2 separate regions of the Xenopus laevis genome follow, and region 2 is linked to region 1. A link is a contact called in public Hi-C data. All regions are on one chromosome and are shown on one strand. The core of a region is the stretch at or near the end of the contact, and the rest is flanking DNA. Distances in the headings are between cores, read along the strand shown. Region 1 has its middle 32 kb from the start of dnajb12.L. Region 2 has its middle 14 kb from the start of anapc16.L.

Region 1 (2,933 bases), core at 224-2,723:
ACTCGGGGGCAGATTTATTAAAGGGGAACTCTGGCTTCCAAACCAAAATTTGATAAAGAGGCCCACATAACACAAAAACCCCTAATATCTAATATCAGTTCTTCTCTTTCTGCATCATTTGAAATCCTGGCAGGGAAGGAGGGACTAAAACACTGATGTTACAAATTGTAACAACTTCTCCAGAGCTTACAGACAGCATGCAGGAACTACATAACCCACAATGCATTGCACTGGGATGTTCTTTTCCTTATTGAAATCACATGTGCAGAGAATTGTGGGGTTTGGAGGATGCAGCCTGAGGACAGATGGCTGTTGATACAAAGTAACAGTAGTCAGCCAGCTCAGCAAAGTAGTCAGAGAGATCAGCAGGGGGACTAGGCTTAGGGAACTGTCAGAAACCATTAAAACTCCTGAAAAGTCTGAATATTTTTTAAATTGATGTATATTGCAAAGTTGCTTGTAATAATGTTTACTTTTCAAAAAGCTTGTTATGTTTGTGTGGAGTTCCCCTATAAGGTTCGAGTTGGGTTTTCCACGAAAATTCGCGTTTTTGAGGTGACTTTTTTGGTCAAAATTCACATTTTCGAGTTAAATAAAAACCCTCAAAATTTCCCAGTTTTTTATTTAAATTTTTAAAGATTTATTATACCCCAACCCTGGAAATAGCTGGAATCTGAAAATACATCTAAAACCTGTCGAGGTCATGTACGAGTCAATGGCAGACGTCCCTTGAAGCATTTAAAGATGTTAATAGCCTTCATGATGTTCGAGGATTTTTTGGAGGGTTTTGCCTGAAACCCCGATCATTTCAAGCGATTCAAGTTTTTTTCCTGTCGAACACTCGATCAATTAAAGTTTTAGGGTCGACCGAAGAAGAAGCGATTTGTCTCCCGTAATAGCAGCGTGTGTCTCTGCCCTTTAGATATAAAGATCAAAATTACGGAAAAATCCCAGGTCCTGAGCATTCTGGATAACAGGTCCCATACCTGTACTGTTTTATTATTACAGTGAAAAAGAAAAGAAAATCACATATAACATTTTGAATTATTTGATTAAAATAGAGCCTATGGAGATGGCCTTCCTGTAATTCAGAGCTTTGTAGATAACAGGTTTCCAGATAACGGATCCTATGCCTGCTTATTCACTACCTCACTAGGTTGTGAAGAGGGACGTGACTTTTTCTGCAAGTAGTATTTGATTTAAAAGTGGAAAAAACATTGATTTATATATCTGTTTATATTTCATTGTCTATGTGACTTATGGCTTTCCTGTCCCTTTAACCCCCCAGTTCTGTTTCAGACTTGAGGCAAGTGATTTGTAGACATGTTATCTAAAGGAATTCTCTATTCACTTGCACTGGGAGCCTTATCTCAGACAAATGGCAGCAGTTTTTGCACTAGTCCTGGGATGATTAGAGCGCAGTGACCTCCAGGCCTGGGTGTTTGATCCCTGCAGAGTGCTCCTTCCACATTTAGCCACTCTCCCAAAATGAACAGTCTCTGTCTGTGTCCAGACTAAGCCTTTCATGGCCAGATGTTTTCAGCTGTTCTTTGATGCTTTTTATGGGATCATCCTCTGATAACCTCGCACTTTACCCCATTGTAAAGAAAGAGCTACAGTTGCAGGGATGGGGGATTGTAATACGTTCTGTATAAGCTACAATGGTACAGTCCTTTTGTTCCACAATTACATCTCATTAATTACACTGGCAATCAATTACTTCATTAATAGTTCAACCCTGATTCAGGGCAGAGACGCTTAGTTTTCCAAAGTTGCCTCACAAGGAAAGTTCAGGCGCCTTCGGAAAGCTGAATTGATCCGAGTGCCATCCCGCCTGGCGATTTACATTCTAGCCGGCGGGAAGGCAGATCGGGGAGATTATTCGCCCGAAGAATCAATTTGTCGCTGGGCAACTAATCTCCCGAAATGTGTCTCTTCCCTAAAAGGGATGGCCATCCAATAATTCTATTTGTTTTCTTTGTATTATAAAAATCAATTCAAAAGAAGTGGTTCACCTTTTAGGTTTAGTCCACACGAGGAGATTCGGGGAGAAAGGCAACTTCGGGCGACTATAGAAAACGCATCGGCGCGTGTGCATTAGCGCAGGCGACTTTTCATTATAGCCTATGGGAAAACACGCTGAGGCAGTTCAGGGAGATTGTCGCTCAGAAGACGAGGCGATTAGTCGCCAGGCGACAAAAACCTCCCCGAGTCTCCTCGTGTGGCCTTACTCTAAGTATGTTATAGGTCAATTCAAAGCAACTTTTCAAATGTGTGCCTTTTTCTTCTGAATCCTTCCAGTTTTCAAATGGGGGTCACTGAACCCATCTAAAAAAACAAATGCTCCATAAAGCTACAAATGTATTGTTATTGCTGCATTGTATCCTATTCAGGCCCTCTCCTATTCATATTCCAGTCTCTTATTCACATAAATGCATGGTTGCTAGGGGAATTTGGACCCTGGGAACCGGATTGCTGAAATATCTGGAGAGCTGCTGAATAAAAAGCTAACGAGCTGACATTTTCCTCACCCCTGTGGGATTTTTAAACCAGTCCAATCAGTATCTGACACTTCAAGTTGCTCCTCCATTAACTTGAATCTAAATAGATTAAAGGTGTTGAGTGCAGTTTCGGGCAGGTGAGTGCCATTGGATAATGCTTGGTACCATGTCACTTGCTTAAAACTGTACACTGCATTTTGAGTTCAGTTTCGTGGAAGGGCAATATGAAGAGGGATTTTCCCCACTGTCCAGAGAGCTATAATACCAGGACCACAAAATGCTGCAAATTGCCACTTTTTCCATTGCTCTAAGCCTATAGATCAATGATCCCCAACCAGTGGCTCGAGAGCAACATGTTACTCACCAACCCCCTTGGACGTTGCTCTCGTTGGCCTCAACGCAGGGGCTTATTTTTGAATTCCTAGTTTTGGT
Region 2 (2,933 bases), core at 231-2,730, 120 kb after region 1:
CATTCAAATTTTCAATTTGACCCTTAATAAATCTGCCCTTAATATAATGTAGAGTGATATTCTAAGACAAGTTGTAATTGGCTTTCATTTTTTGTTATTTGTGGTTTCTGAGTTATTTAGCTTTTTAATCGGCAGCTCTCCAGTCTGCAGTTTCAGCAATCTGGTTGATAGGGCCCAAATTACCCTAGCAACCACAGGGGAGGCCCTGAATAGAAAGATGAGTAATAAAAAGTAGCATAACCAATACATTTTATAGCCTTACAAAGTATTTGTTTTTTTAGATGGGGTCAGTGACCCCTGTTTGAAAGTTGGAAAGAGTCAGAAGAAGACAAATAATTAAAAAAATTATAAAAAAGAAAAAATTAAGCCCAATTGAAAAGTTGCTTAGAAATAGCCATTCTATCACTTACTGAAAGTTAACTTAAAGGTGAACATCTATGAGGATACGTTTAAGAAGTATGACTTCTTAAAGGGGTGGTTCAACTTTATGTTAGACCAATTCTAAGCAACTTTTCAATTGGTCTTCTTTTCTTTTTAGTTTTTTTTAACTATTTGCCTTCTTCTTCTGACTTTTCCCAGCTTTCAAATGGGGGTCACTGAGCCCGTCTAAAAACAAATGCTCTGTAAGGCTACAAATGTATTGTTATTACTACGTTTTATTACTTATATTTCTATGCAGGCCTCTCCTATTCATATTCTAGTCTCTTATTGAAATCAGGGCATTGTTGCTAGGATAAGTTGGACCCTAACAACCAGATTTCTGAAATGGCTAACTGGAGAGCTGCTGAATAAAAAGCTAAATAACTCCAAAACCACAAATAATAAAACATAAAAACCCCAATAGCAAATTGTCTCTTTGTCTACATCATACTAAAAGTTGATTTTAAAGGTGAACAACCTCTTTAAGTAACTTGAAGATAGCATACTGTATGGTTTAAGTGCAATGGAACATGCAGGGTGTCCATCACTTTTGTGTTTTAGAAATGATAAAAAAGTTGTTCCTGATGGCAACTGCTTCCCATTATCTTGAATGGGGAATGCACTTCCTGTGCCAGTGGGAATCAAAACAACCCGTTACCATTACCAATAATGGAGCAAGACACGGCTGTTTCAATAAGGAGAAGCAGACAAATTCAAAAAGAAATGATTCTTCGTGCAATCAAAGTATTTGTTTTTAGAACGCATTACCTTTATTTTGCAGCTCTATACAATATTAAAAAAATGCTTCAAATTAAGTGTAAACAACAACATTCCTTTTGACTGATATGTATTTGTATGACACAAGCAATCATTCATATGAGTTATCCTGTATCCTTTAGTGTATCCATGGGTTGTGTTTCCCCTGATTTTGATAACTTTACAAGACAATTCAAACAAACAAAAGGCGAAGGTGCCTCGACCACCCAATAAACAGGATGTCTGAGGTGCCAAGTGCACTAAAGGAAGCAGTGAGAAAATAGAGCAGTGACTTCAATAAGTGTTCCCTTTACATATAAAGGGAATGAAGGTGTTAAAAAGACCTGTCAATCATTTGCATTTTCAAAGACTTTGACAGGTTGAACTGCAATGCTGTATTAAAGCACTTTACAGATAATAACGTGGCTGGAGCCATAACTAGTACCGGTATGGGATCCGTTATCTGGAAAACCCGTTATCCAAAAAAGTGTCGAATTACGGAAAGGCCATGTCCCATAGACTCACATTTTATCCATATTTTTTTTTAAATTATTTTCTTTTTCTGTGTATTAAGTACATTGTACTTCGTCCAAACTAAGATATAATGCATCCTTATTGTATACCTATAAGGTGAGCACTCACTGGGTATGCCCTGCTAAATTGTACGTCCCTGGTCCAGATCCTCATCCAATGGCACAACTATGTTCATGGAGCACAGGAAATGCTACTTCCTACCATAAGTGTACGGTGTAATGAAAAAATCTCAGTAATGTGGATGTTTTTAATAAAGAAAATATTAATAATATTTTTTTTGTAACTGAAGAAGCTCCATTCACATAGAAGGGTGCAATTCTTCAGAAATGTCTTTCTAACAAATAATCAATATTCTTACATAGAAATAGTTCTGCTTCATTCACAATTACTAAACAAGGGAGAGCTGAAACTCAGGCAGATCAGTAATGAAGCAGGTTCTGATAATTAGCCAGCCACACGTCCTACACACTGAACTTCAGCAAGAATCACTTCCCACAGACAGATGGCTCTGTAACCTTTCCCTCCAGTCCTTCTGTTGCCATTTGATTTTCCAAAATAACCATCCAAGTGCATAGCATCTATTTTTGAATGCACATGTTCTGTATAGTAGCTTAAATTATTCACAGTTATGTGTCCATGACGTATAGAACGTACAAAATGCACATGAAGTAGTGAAGTTTAACCTGTGATCTTTCTGTTGATCTACACTCCCACAAAATGCCTTTGGCTGTCAGATCTGCAGTTTCAGCAAGATGGGCAGCCCAGATACAGGGAAAAATCTGCCTTGTAATCCACAGCAATAACCAACAATTAGCTCTGACAAAACATCTGTAGAAAGCAATATTCCAATTATATACTATGGGTTACTACTTGCAAGGAAAATGCACAACTTCTTTGTGATGGAATAGTTTCTGTAGTGACATTTGCCAAACAATGAGCCTAAAACTGTCTGATTGTAGTCTCTGCATTTTACCAACAGAATTAGAAGAGACACACTGTAAGACGCGCCGGGAGATCCTCTGGTGTTCTTGCCTCTGGGCGTCTCCTTTCTGCTGCGGGGGCGCGCCCGGCGCTGACGTACAGTGCATCGAAGTGACGCTGGCGCCGCTTTGCTGGTGTTGACGGTCTCAGGACAGTCGCGCAGAGTTTAAATTTCTGGTGCCAAATTCCCTTTAAAAAAAAAAAAGCCAATTTTTCTATTTTGACAGTGCCCAAGCTGGCTT

Evidence for each region. A called contact is a pair of places that touch in the nucleus more often than the background predicts.
Region 2: a contact with region 1 is called in a Hi-C map of the XTC cell line, with 3 times the contacts expected there. The contact joins two enhancer-like sites. A contact is called at or near these places in 2 of 4 Hi-C or Micro-C datasets (the XTC cell line and animal cap).

What each region holds. Positions count from the first base shown.
Region 1 is chr7L:38,532,153-38,535,085 of Xenopus_laevis_v10.1, forward strand. No RefSeq gene overlaps it. Among protein-coding and RNA genes, the nearest start is that of dnajb12.L, 32 kb to the left of the region's middle. Within about 2 kb of position 1,474, at least 1 of the 7 cell types and tissues checked has an H3K27ac peak or open chromatin away from gene starts, as enhancers often do.
Region 2 is chr7L:38,653,566-38,656,498 of Xenopus_laevis_v10.1, forward strand. No RefSeq gene overlaps it. Among protein-coding and RNA genes, the nearest start is that of anapc16.L, 14 kb to the right of the region's middle. Within about 2 kb of position 1,481, at least 3 of the 7 cell types and tissues checked have an H3K27ac peak or open chromatin away from gene starts, as enhancers often do.